Regions from separate parts of the Sus scrofa genome. Here region 1 is linked to region 2. A link is a contact called in public Hi-C data. All regions are on one chromosome and are shown on one strand. The core of a region is the stretch at or near the end of the contact, and the rest is flanking DNA. Distances in the headings are between cores, read along the strand shown. Region 1 has its middle 620 kb from the start of COL12A1. Region 2 overlaps COL12A1 (collagen alpha-1(XII) chain).

Region 1 (6,513 bases), core at 3,290-5,789, 520 kb after region 2:
CCCCTCACTCTTCTTCTTGAGCCGCAAGAGCCTAATTTCTCTCCCTCAAACATCCTTAGCCTGATATATATATATTTTTTGTTTTTGCTTTTGAGGGCTGTACCCACAGCATATGGAAGTTCCCAGGCTAGGGGTCAAATAGGAGCTACAGGTGCTGTCATACACCATGGCCACAGCTACACAGTATCTGAGCCATGTCTGCGACCTACACCACAGCTTATGCCAATGTCAGATCCTTAAACCACTGAGAGAGGCCAGGGACTGAACCTGCATCCTCATGGATACTAGTCGGATTCTTTTCTGCTGTGCCGCAACAGGAACTCCCTTAGCCTGATTCTGCTCAGGGCCTTTGCACCTGCTCTTCCCTCCACTGGGAACACTTTCTTTACATGTCTGCATGGCTTGCTCTCTCTTGCTTTCTTCAGTTCTCTGCTGAAGGATAATTTTTCAGTAAAGCTGTCCCAGCCATTCTGTGTATAGTAGCCACTCCCAATTACCTCTGACTGGGCTCCAGATCTCCTTTATCTCATTATCTTTTCCTCTAACCCATGCATCACTAGCCTTCATGTCATAAGCTTACACTTTCACTTATTGCCATTCTTCCCTAGTGTGAGCAGTAATGTGTCTGCCCGTTGCATCCTTAGTTCTCCAGACCTTATCAGGAGTGTCACACAAAAAAATATTTGTTGATAAAATGAATGAGGATAAGTCAAATCATTTAGGTTTTTGCATGCCCCAGTAAAGACACATTAAAGACCTTAACATGCTTCTTTACTCTGCATTTCCAAGCTTAACCAAGTCTTCATTAATCCTTTCCTTCCGAGAGAATGGTATGGAGTTGTGGACAGGAGGCTAGAGAAGCAGGCAGGTATATCATGGTATATCATGGCTTATAAAAGAGTTCAAGTTTTATACTGAGGGTTTTATAGAAAGAGAGATGTTTATCTATGACGATTTTTGTAAGTTACCTTTCCCTTCAGTGTAGAGAATAGGTTTAGAGTAGATGAAAGTGTAGGGGAGGAGGTCCATGAGGAAGATGTTGCAGAAATTCAAGTGAGAAGTGATTAGGGTTTTAACCAAATAAGTGACATCTGGAATCGAGAGAAGGGTGTTCACTGAGAACTGGTTGTGAGGGAAACTACAAAGAAGTTAGTGTGAGATTAGATGAAAGGATGCAATCTGGAATGATCTCAACGTTGGGGCATGGGGACCCAGTCAGCTACTCATCAAGGAGGGCAGGTGGGAAGAAGAAGTAGGATACAGGAAGTGAGCACAGTAAGCTCTGTGTTGGACATGCATAGACTGAGGTATCCGGAGAGACATTCACAAGCAGGTGGATACATTGGTCTACAACTCACAAGGGCACAACCGCGAGTATCTCAAGAGCATGCACAGGAAAAAGAAGTGCTGCGAGGCTAAGAGAACTTCGTAAAGTGAACATGGGGAACTGGGCAAAGAGATGCACCGAAACTGGGCAGGATGAACACAAGTTCATAACTGTATCTGATGATCCTAAGAACCTGGATATCATTTGATGCAAACACGTCCATGGAATGACAAGGACAGAAGCCAGAATCCACTTGGTTGAAGAACAGTAACAATAGCAGTTCAGATTTTCTCCTTATGTATTGAATGCTGAGCACTCTTCTTCACGTTCTTTGAATATAAATGCATTTTATCCTCGCAACTACTTTACAGGATGCATGCTCTTATTGTCATAATCACTACTTTCCTAATGAGGAAAATGAAGCACAAAGATAGTAGCTTATGAACATCACACAGATTAGGAAAAATAGAAGAATTATGATTTGAACCAGGCCATCTCCACCCCTCTTAAACCTCCTAGCTCTACTATTCTCTGATGAATGAACAATAAGCAAATGGAGCAATAGGTACAAGAGTTTCTGCCAAATGTTGGAAATAAAGGAAAACTGTGACAGAAAGAGATAGCTAAAGAATAAGGCAGGACCTGAGGGTACCAGTTTCAGGGCAGTGTGTATGAGCCTTGACATCAGAAAAAGGCAATTCCACCACTTGCTCGCGCTGAGATTTGAAGAAATACACCCTTACTCCTTTTCTTCCTTTATAAAATGGAAATAATAATTACACTGAAACATTAGAAGTGTTCTAAGGTTAAGTGAATAATAAATATGAATTTTCCTAGCATGGCTGGAGATATACAGTAGCCTCAAAGAAAAAATATGTTTCCTTTATGCCCCACAGCAAGCCCAGGTGCTGGTGCCCGGCCAATCACAATACCAGCTGATTTCACACTTATCTTCATGGTTTGCTCCTGCTTGGCCAAAAGCTCTGCTAATTCTACTAAAAGCATTTTTCTTTCCAGACCCTTCACCTCTTAGTGCTGTCTCTCTTACACCAGCATTTTATCACTCTGGGAAAGCTGAGGGCTCACGAGCTGCTTGGTGTCTACATAGGATGGAAGCTACGCTGATATCTCAAACTTGTTACCCACTTTTTACCTGTGCCCTTTGCCATGGCTGGCCATGTGACTGCCTTTGGCTAATAGGATGTTAGCAAACCAGCAGAAGACTAACAAGTGTGTATTTGTTATCACTTATTTGTTACCATTTGTTATCGTGTGCCTCTACCATCCCTGTGAGCTATACACGGGCCAGCCTGCTGATGGGAGCAGAGCTGATGCACCCAAGGTGCCCCTGCTTAATCCAGCTCAATTGCTAGCTAAATTCTTATTATCTTGAGCCACTGAGTTTTGAGGACCTGTTATCTGAGCTACTTTAGTTATAAATAACGATGAACTCTGTCAAAGTTGAGCATTTTATCAACTCCCAGTAGGGTCCCAGCGAAGCTTTTCCAGCCTCTTGCTGAAAATTAGTTACAACTTTTCCATTAAAAACTCCTAACTCTCTTCTGCCACAGAAGAAAGCAGAGCTTTGCTCAGAAGAATGGAAGCAGGTTACTGCCCCCAACCCCCCACCGCAATGAACCCACCCCGGCTGCAATGTTCTCCCTCCCCTTCTCCCTCTCCCGTTAAGGGCTGGAGGGGGGGGGAATTAACTCAGCCCAGAGGTCATTTGCAGATCAAACATTTCTGTCTCTCAGTTCTAGGATGGTTGAGTGTTAGGCTTAAAGACTCAACAACACTCTACTCTCTTTTGGTAGAAAGCCAGAGCATAGCATAGCATACACCCTCCTCTTGAAACTTTATTAACTTCTTTAACCTCACACACTGCAATATAAACATATGAATAAACTCCCATTAAGGCTGGGAGCATGTCCTTGGTTCTGGCTCCTCACCTACTTGAGAGCTTTCAGTTACCAGGTCCTTTTGCCCTTGGGCTCCAAATGTCTGGGAGATTTTCAGAGAAGAACACAATTATTTTACTGGGGCTGCTGCGGGACAGCTGCAATCCCAGAATGTTCCACTGTGGGAATCAGTAAAGCCAGTGCATGAAGTTACCTGCCCTTCACTGACCTTAATCTAAAATGTTGCAGGCAACGCTGTCATTTAAGCACTTTGACTGGAGCAAATTCCAGACTTTTGTCTGCTTTGCTACAAGGTGATATTATTTTTATACAAAGGGTATGTAGTATAAAGTAGGTGAAATTCTAACCGCTATCTTTGTGACTCTCAAAATGTAGAAATAAAAGGTCAGAAAAATGTCCAAAAAATAATCTTAAAAATATTTTGGCCCATATATGCAATTCTTGGACATCTTTGGGGAGCATGGAAAAGCTGGAGAATGTGCCTCTGCTCCCTGTTCCTCACACTACCTTTTACCTTCCCCGTCTGGGCTACCAATACCCACCATCAGCGCAATAACTCAATAATTACCTTAGATATATTTACAAACTCTGTGCCTTTGTTTCTGTTATGACAGGCCTTTTAGTTAGACATTCTGCTATTTAAGTAATGGTAGCTTTGCTTGGTAGGTGAGAGAAAAGTCACTTGATTTTTCTTTAAAAACTAGGTTAATATCTCCTAGATTAACAGAAATTTTGAGGCTAGCATCCTTTTTAGATTTGAAAAGGAAAGTGGGATTTGTAAAAATGCCCTTAACAACAGCAGCAAAATTCTTAGACTGAGGTCAGAATATTATCCCCCAGTTACAAAGACTAAAGCTTAAACTTGGAAGCTCTCTCTCTCATACACATAACACACAGAACCAATCTGACGTGTCCTAGATCTTCTTGGCCTGTCCTTAAATAGAACCCCAGTACCCAGTATACTGAGGTTGAAAACAGACCAAGATCAAGATCAAGTCTAAGATTTTGTTTCTAAATTTTTTCTTGAATTGGTATCCTTCTCCCTGTGTCTCACTTATGAGTTGTTGGAACAAGCCTACAAAGTGGTGACTACAGTAACGATTAACCTATTTTCTTTATTTTTGAGTTGCTGACAGTGTGACTTCCCCTTCCTCTGCCCCCTTCCTTTTTTTTTCTCAATCTTTTTCTCCCTTTCCCTCAAGCAAAGGCGTTTCCTTCCCAGGAATTGCTTCTGCTACTGTTGCGGTTCCTCCTGGTCTTGCCTTCTGGAATGTTTTGTGAAATGCCAGACACGATGACTCAGGGAGAACAGGGGAAAAAAGTCCGCGAGTCCCCTGGTCTCACATAGTACATGTAATAGAATACTTATTAAGGAGAATTTGCTTTCCAAGTAACCCGAATAATATGCTGATCTTTTCCACTACCAGGAGCAATACCAGGAGAACACGTAAATGATGGACGTGAGCATGAAAATGTCCCGGTGCCTGAACTCCTGGGAGGAATGTAGACGTGGGCTGGCACAGGCTGGCTGGAAGCTGATGCACATTTAGGCCCCAAAACAGTATGAGCTTGGTCTGAGGAATGAAGCCAAATAAGCTACATGCTTGAGAGATGTGTGCTTTTCATTTAGTGCAAACATGCCCTTCAGTTCTGTCAGTGTAATTTTCAGTGTATCATTTAGTATTTGAAGTTTTGCCTCAGATGCAAAGAATCCTCAAGGATGGAAACTCAACGATTCCAGAAATCCCTTGATCTCAGTTTCCTTATTTTCATGCTTCCAGAAACATTTCCCTCTTGGGTGGAGACTCAAAGGGGGCCAGGAACAGGGAGGGACAGCAAGGGTTAGGGGTGAAGGGAGGGGCGAAGGAGGATAAAAAGATGAAGAAAACAAGAATTTCCATCAATAGACCTTGTTTTTACCAGGCTTTTGACTAGGAACTGAAAAATCACTGGGAAGTAAAAAATCACTAGGAACTCACTTTATGGTTTTAATTTATCAAAGTAATTTTATTATTGACAATACACACACATACACACACACACACACACACACACACACACACACACACACATATTTGCTTTTTAGGGCCACACCTGGGGCATATGGAAATTCCCAGGTTAGGGGCAGAATTGGAGCTGTAATTGCTAACCTAATCACAGCCACAGCAACACCAGATCCAAGCCGCATCTGTGACCACAGCTCATGACAACGCCATGGATCCTTAAGCCACTGAGCAAGGCAAGGCCTCATGAATACTCTCAGATTTGTTTCCTCTGTGCCACAATGGGAACTCCCCAGAGATATTTTTTTAATTTGCATAATGTCAAAATCCTAAAGGGAGAATCATGGAATAATGGGTAGATCTATGGGATCACCCACTCCCTTCCAAGGGGCATGTATTACTGGGTCCCATGAGAGCAAAGCTGAGCAAAGGAGCTTTCCTTTTCACATCCTACCTGAGGATGAAGGTCTCCATTTACTCATTCATGGAACTAGGGGGTTGGACTAGATATCTTCCAAGATGACTTTTCCTTTGATATTCTCTGGTTTTGTGAAACACTACTGATGAGTCTTTCCCCTTCCATACAATGCATGTATCCTTCTGTGTGGAAATATCCAACTTCCAGAAGTTGCTGTAATAGAATCAAGTTGTTGTCCTCAGAACAGCCTGTAAATATTTAAGTATATTGTTATAGATGTGGGTATTCTTGTTGTAACTATTTCAAATTCTTCATGGGTAAATCTGGAGGAGAAAATAATAAAACAAAGATACACGCTTCACCAGTTTGCAGTGGAGATAAAAAGAAAAGCCTGGGTTCAAGTAGTAGTCCTTAACGGGAAGAGTAAGATCATATTGAGATAATTTACTGACAATTTCCAAGGAATGTATGAAATGACTTGCAGAACAGGTGAGGAATACCTGTTTCAAGAAAAAGCAATAAACAGCCCACAGGGGTGCAACCTTGCCAGGTGGCTCAATAAATGAATGGATTTGGTAAAAATGTTCCTTTTCTGGAACATGTAGACAGGGAGTCAGACAGAGAATACAGTCAAATGAAATGTGTCACCACCAGAAATATAAGCTGGGTTTTGGGTCTGGGGGTATATCTCACTCACTAGGGGTGGTCAAGGCTTCACACAATCTGGACACGGTGGACCCCACCAGGAGGCCTGGCTAAAGGCACAGGATGGAGCATGCATGCTGGACTTCAACTGAAACCCTGCAGCCCTCTAGCTCCCATTCCTTCTTTGAAGATGAAGATACA
Region 2 (6,492 bases), core at 3,621-6,120:
GATGATAAAGGCAAGAGACTATATTGAATTACTGTTTTTTTTTTTAAATTATCTTCTTTCCCTCCCTATTCCTCTTGGTGAATTTTCTTCTTTATTTTGGCAGTTTGGACCTCTTCATCGTGACATCTTAGAGATGTTATGGAAATAAGTGATTTTGACATAAACCACAAATAGTTTCATAAACAAATCATGTATTCTTTTATGGAAGAGTACTTTATGGAATGTATTAAATTCAAATTCCCAAATAATCCTGTGGATGTTATTCTAACCCAAGAAGAGTAAAATGTCAGGCTAGCTATGTTCTTAATGTAATATATCAGCAACTAAGCCATTTTAAAAATCCTTTTAGAAATTAAGATTTCTGATAAAAACTAATTTAAAAAGCTACCATATTTTATTAACTTCTGTGTGCCAGCTACTTGGATATACATAATTCTTACTCCTTAAAACAACTGTATAAAGTAAGTATATAATTATCTCCATTTCACTGATAAGAAAAATAAAGGCCCTTAGATGTTGGGAACTTACTCAATATCAAAGCTATTAATTGGCAGAGCTAGGATTTGAGCCCATTGAATCCTAACTACAAAGCCTGTATTCTTTTCACTAAATGACACTGCTACTAAATTTGTGATGAGTGCTGACTATTATCACACATGTGACATTTTTATATTACCATGAAGATTACGTATAGTCAGTGGGAAGGCTCAGTTGGCTGAGAACCAATTGCTTAGCCAACCTTTGAGCTCAAGATGGTATGTTCTCATTTCTAATCCTGGAGCCTCACTGCTCTGCTGGTTTTCCCATCCCTTCTTACATCCTAGAGAAGATATACAGTTTACCTGCATGATTAACATCAATTAATGGACACTTTCATGGAAGATCAGAGATTTAATGAGACAACAGGAGTCCTGTTACTATATTGGCTATAAAGAGCTTACAGTATTCCGCCAGGTTGACACTTCTGTCCTCATTCTACAGCTAGGGGAAATCACTTGAAAGTTGAAATCTAAGAAGAGACTTACCCTCACTGCCAAACCACATTTCCTTTTAGGTCTCATTTGTGCAGTACAGTGACGAGGTCAAGTCTGAGTTTAAGCTGAACACCTACAATGACAAGGCTCTGGCCCTTGGAGCCCTCCAGAATATTCAGTACCGAGGAGGAAACACAAGAACAGGTACAGCTGATCAGCGTGTACATTGACCTAGACTCTCCAAAGCCTTTGGAATGATAGGCTGAGTGCAACTTGCACATTCAAAGTCTTACCAGTTGGGTGTGGCTCCTGGCTTCTGGAGAGTTTGCACTAAGATGACCCTGAAATGTTCTATGCTGCCTTCTACAGGCAAGGCTCTCACGTTTATTAAGGAGAAGGTCTTGACCTGGGAGAGTGGGATGAGGAAGAATGTCCCCAAGGTGCTGGTGGTGGTTACGGATGGTCGGTCCCAGGATGAGGTCAAGAAGGCAGCTTTGATCATCCAGCAGTCAGGTGAGGAATGGCACACCTTTGAGGCCTAATGATTGCAACTTCTTATTTCCCCAGTTTTAAGTGTCCAGGAAAGATCGCCAAAACCAAAAAATGCTGAATTTACTTTATTGTTTCTCTTTCACTCTGTATTCCCTATCCTTCTAATGTTAGCTTACATTTAATTATGGAATAGTTTGATAATTGCTCAAAAATGACATGGTGTATTTTTTGTCCAAGACATGCTTCAGGGGTGTCTCCAAGAGCAAACTGTTTCCCCATAGTGGCTGGAAGGCTCCAGACACCTATACTGGAGTGATCCTCAAGAAGGCCTCCTGCTGTAGCAGAAGTGGATCTTGATGCTGGTTTAACCCTGTGCAAGGAGAGACATCACGTTTAGCATGTCTTGGCAGAGACCGACCCAAAGCAGACTGCTGGAAGGTTGACTGCAGAAGATTGGCAAGGCCTCAGGGAGATGTCGCTGGTGTAGATTTTGGCAGCCAGATGTCTTGGGAGCCTTGTTGTTGCACTGCCTTGATTAGTTATTTAGGATTTTTGGAGATTAAACCAGGTCTTTTTTTTTTTAAACTTTTTGTATCATTGTAGTTTCTACATGCGTTTGTAAGAAATGATTCAGAAAGACCCGAAACTACAGTACAATATCACAATCAGGAAAAATTATGTAGATGCAATCCACAGTGCTTATTCAGCTATGGCCACTTTTACCTGCCATTTGTGTGTGTGTGTGTGTGTGTGTGTGTGTGTGTGTTAGTGCTGTGAAGAAACCAGATCTTTTTTTTATGATACAAAAATCTAGTTTGTTTAATTTTTAATTACTACTTTTAATTTTCTCAAAATCCTATGGAGAGGTGTCAGATTAAGGTGGATTGTATCAGTCTTTCCACATCTAATACATCTGGGGATATATATATATATATATATATATATATATATATATGAAATTTTATTACTCAAGTGAATTTATCACATCTGTAGTTGTATAATGATCCTCACAATCCAATTTCACAGGATTTCCATCCCACAGCCCAAGCACATCCCCCCATCCCCCAAACTGTCTCCTCCGGAGACCATAAGTTTTTCAATGTCTGTGAGTCAGAATCTGTTCTGCAAAGAAGTTCAGTCTGTCCTTTTTTCAGATTCCACATGTCAGTGAAAGCATTGGATGTTGGTGTCTCATTGTATGGCTGACTTCACTTAGCATGATAATTTCTAGGTCCATCCATGTTGCTAAAAATGCCGGTATTTCATTCCTTTTAATGGCTGAGTAATATTCCATTGTGTAAATGTACCACATCTTCTTGATCCACTCCTCTGTCGATGGACATTTAGGTTGTTTCCATGTCTTGGCTATTGAAAATAGTGCTGCAGTGAATATTGGAGTACGTGTGTCTTTGCGAGTCATGGTTTTCTCTGGATAGATGCCAGGAGTGGGATTGTTGGATGAAATGGTAGTTCTATATTTAGTTTTCTGAGGCACTTCCATACTGTTTTCCACAGTGGTTGCACCAATTTACAATCCCACCAACAGTGTACTAGGGTTCCTTTTTCTCCACACCCTCTCTAGCACTTATTGTTTGTAGACTTTTGGATGATGGCCATTCTGGCTGGTGTAAGGTGGTACCTCATAGTGGTTTTGATTTGCATTTCTCTAATAATGAGTGATGTTGAACATCTTTTCATGTGGTTTTTGGCCATCCCTATGTCTTCTTTGGAGAACTGTCTGTTTAGATCTTCTGCCCATTTTTTGATGGGGTTGTTTGTTTTTTTGGTATGGAGCTGCAGAAGGTGTTTATAAATTTTGGAGATGAATTCCTTGTCAGTTGATTCACTTGCAAAGATTTTCTCCCATTCTGTCTTTTCGTGTTGTTTAGGGTTTCCTTTGCTGTGCAGAAACTTTTCAGTTTGATTAGGTCCCATTTGTTTATTTTTGTTTTTATTGGATTTGAGAAGATGTTGCTGTTGTTTATGTCGGAGTGTTTGGCCTATGTTTTCCTCTAAGAGTTTTATAGTGTCTGGTTTTATATCTAAGTCTTTAATCCATTTGGAGTTTATTTTTGTGTATGGTGTTAGGGAGTGTTCTAATTTCATTCTTTTCCATGTGGCTGTCCAGTTTTCCCAGCACCACTTATTGAATAGGCTGTCTTTTCTCCTTTGCATATTTTTGCCTCCTTTGTCATAGATTAGTTGGCTGTAGGTGTGTGAAACTAGGTCTTTATTGTACTTGCATTAACACTTTTCCCCAGGTGGGGTCCAAGGGGGACGTAGTTGAGAGAACTCTCTGCTATGCATGACTTATTGTGGTACTAACTGTAAACTACTTCATTACCTGGAATTTGTTGCCTTGCATATACAGGGTTCTTTGGCTACACGTATGAGTCATGATGAGTGCTAAGTCATACTGTTTTCTTACAATAGAGATTATCCTCTGCACTGATCTTTTCATAACGTTATGCCCTTTGAGCAGATTTCTACCTATTTTCTGCTCCCTATTGATTTAATTTTGGGATTGTGAATGCTTGCTCCTCAAGTTACTTTATTTCTATTTAAGTAACTAATTCTTAATGTAAATAAATCTCTTTTTTTCTACTGTCAGATTATGCTTTTAGAATGAGAACTTTATTTGTATGAGTCTAAGTCAGTGAAAGTGTTTTACTGGTAGAAATTGTAGATTCCGTTTTGAAAGTGGTCAGGATTTGTTGAGTAAATCAGTTTCAGGAATTCCAAGTTTAAAATGAGCCCTTTGTTGGTTTCTGAGTCACATAAGCTTGAAATGTTAATGTTGCCTAAGACAGCTACAGAATTAATGAGTATATTAAATCTGTGCATCTGTGGAAGGAAATGAGTACCACATTAAGTCATCCTGCTATTAAAATGTTCGTATTTCCATTGTTAGCATTTTGTTGTAGGAAATCTAATGAACTGAATTTTCTAAGCCAGAAAATAGGAAGACCTGGAAAAAGTCCATATTTGTTAGAGCGTTTATGCTAATTAAAAGGACTTCCTGCATAACCTGAAAGAATACTGCCTCATTTCTGATAAGATTTTATTTGGAATTGTTAAAAAAACAAAGGACAGAAAAAGGATGTGTGATTTTCTCTACGAACTCTGCTCTGTAGGGTTCAGTGTCTTTGTAGTTGGTGTGGCCGACGTCGACTACAATGAACTTGCCAACATCGCCAGCAAACCAAGTGAGCGGCATGTGTTCATCGTGGATGACTTCGAATCTTTTGAGAAGATAGAGGACAACCTCATCACGTTTGTCTGTGAAACTGCCACTTCAAGTAAGTCATGGTTCCTAGGGATCCCTAGTCTCACTTGCTTGGAAACATAACTACTTAGTAGACAACTCTCCATCCCATACAAGATCAAGTCTGCACATAAATAGATCCTGGGAAACCGTGTGAGACCCTGATGAGTCATTGTTCCTATTGGGATCATGCTGACTGTGCTTGTCAGAGGTCCGTTTTTAGATTTGAAGATGTAATATTCCTTGTATGGAAATCAAGTGTTGTAATATATCCTTTTCCCACCATCCCAATGCCTGTGACATTTAAGAACATTAATCTTCAACTTAGAAGTGCATATATGGAAGCAATTCTCTGAGGTGGAAGTTTTCCCTATTAGTAATCAATCAGTACTTGTCCTGTCAACATCCGTGCTTCAAGAGAGTCACCAAGAAACTGACGTGTGTGTGTGTGTGTGTGTGTGTGTGTGTGCTGCCGAAATTCACTTGTTTCCATTTGTTTATTTGGCTGTAGATTTTTCTTGTTATACCAATACCTCAAGTTTAACTTTTAAAATACACCAAAGGACAAAAGTTTTGATAATTTAAGTTGATTTGTCCTCCTCCCCATCCACGATTTCTGATTCTTGAGGTAGTAGATGTTGGAGACAGTGATATGACTGGTCTAGACCCCTGATCCTAGGCAGGGTTATGCTTTAGGAGTATTATGTTTTCTCCTACTAAATATTATATTAAGATCTCAGGAATTCCAGTCGTGGCTCAGTGGTTAACAAACCCGACTAGTATCCATAAGGATGAGGGTTCGGTCCCTGGCCTTGCTCAGTGGGTTAAGGATCCAGTGTTGCCATAAGCTGTGGTGGAGGTCACAGACATGGCTCGGATCCCAAGTTTCTGTGGCTGTGGTGTAGGCTGGCAGCTGTAGCTTCGATTCAACCCCTAGACTGGGAACTTCCATATGCCGCAGATGTGGCGCTGAAAAAACAAACAAAAAATCTCAGAATTCTGATTAGAAGAAGCAGTAGTAAACAGATGTCAGTGCTTTACTGTAAAGCTTATTTTGCAGCTCAGAATGGAGCTAGGAGGACCAACTGCTCCTTTCACTCCAGGGGTCCTGGATGTAGCCCTCCGCTGCCCCAGCTCTGGGGCCAGGGTGAGACTCACTCCACACCCAGGGCTGTGATGTTTGGGAGCCAGCACGGGCCTCCAGGGCTTGGCAGAGAAGAGGGTTGGATAGCAACAAATTGCTCCTCCCCTTGCATCTGTCTAAAGTCTCCTGGGAGACAAGTTCTGTAATCTGGTGAACATCATCTGAAAATATTACCCTTTAAGTCTGTCTACTATTCTCAGGAACTTATAAAGTCCCAGTTGTACAGCGAATGTTCTGATAACATTGGTTATGGTGGTCAATAGCGTAATTTCTCCTACACATAGAAAGTCCACACAAAACTTATAAAAGGCTAGATTGATATGTCTTATAAATGGATGAACCATTTGGCTACTTGATGTGTGTATGCGGTTGCTTTCTGTGTGCGTGTGATGTCTGTACACCTTGGTGGTGAAATCGTGCTTAACAACACTGTGCATTGCAGGTTGTCCTCTTATTTATCTGGATGGCTACACCTCACCGGGTAAGCATTCGTATTCTCGGGCTAATTTATTCCAGGATTCAACCAATAAAATAATTTAAATGACTTCATTTCAATCTTTTCCTTTCTGATGTAAAGGTTTTAAGATGCTTGAAGCGTACAACCTGACAGAAAAGAA

Evidence for each region. Hi-C and Micro-C count contacts between places; a contact is called where the count stands out from the background.
Region 1: a Hi-C map of embryonic fibroblasts shows a contact between it and region 2, with 1.8 times the contacts expected there. The contact joins two enhancer-like sites. A contact is called at or near these places in 2 of 47 Hi-C or Micro-C datasets (embryonic fibroblasts and fibroblasts).

Annotation. Positions count from the first base shown.
Region 1 is chr1:91,357,847-91,364,359 of Sscrofa11.1, forward strand. No RefSeq gene overlaps it. Among named protein-coding and RNA genes, the nearest start is that of COL12A1, 620 kb to the left of the region's middle. Within about 2 kb of position 4,540, at least 7 of the 83 cell types and tissues checked have an H3K27ac peak or open chromatin away from gene starts, as enhancers often do. A contact at or near this core is called in embryonic fibroblasts, where this site is marked.
Region 2 is chr1:90,836,386-90,842,877 of Sscrofa11.1, forward strand. COL12A1 (collagen alpha-1(XII) chain) reads left to right here. Exons shown (of 51, transcript XM_021092374.1): 30 at 1,055-1,178; 31 at 1,344-1,487; 32 at 4,601-4,765; 33 at 6,318-6,356; 34 at 6,453-6,492. Among named protein-coding and RNA genes, the nearest start is that of COL12A1, 95 kb to the left of the region's middle. Within about 2 kb of position 4,871, at least 4 of the 83 cell types and tissues checked have an H3K27ac peak or open chromatin away from gene starts, as enhancers often do. A contact at or near this core is called in embryonic fibroblasts, where this site is marked.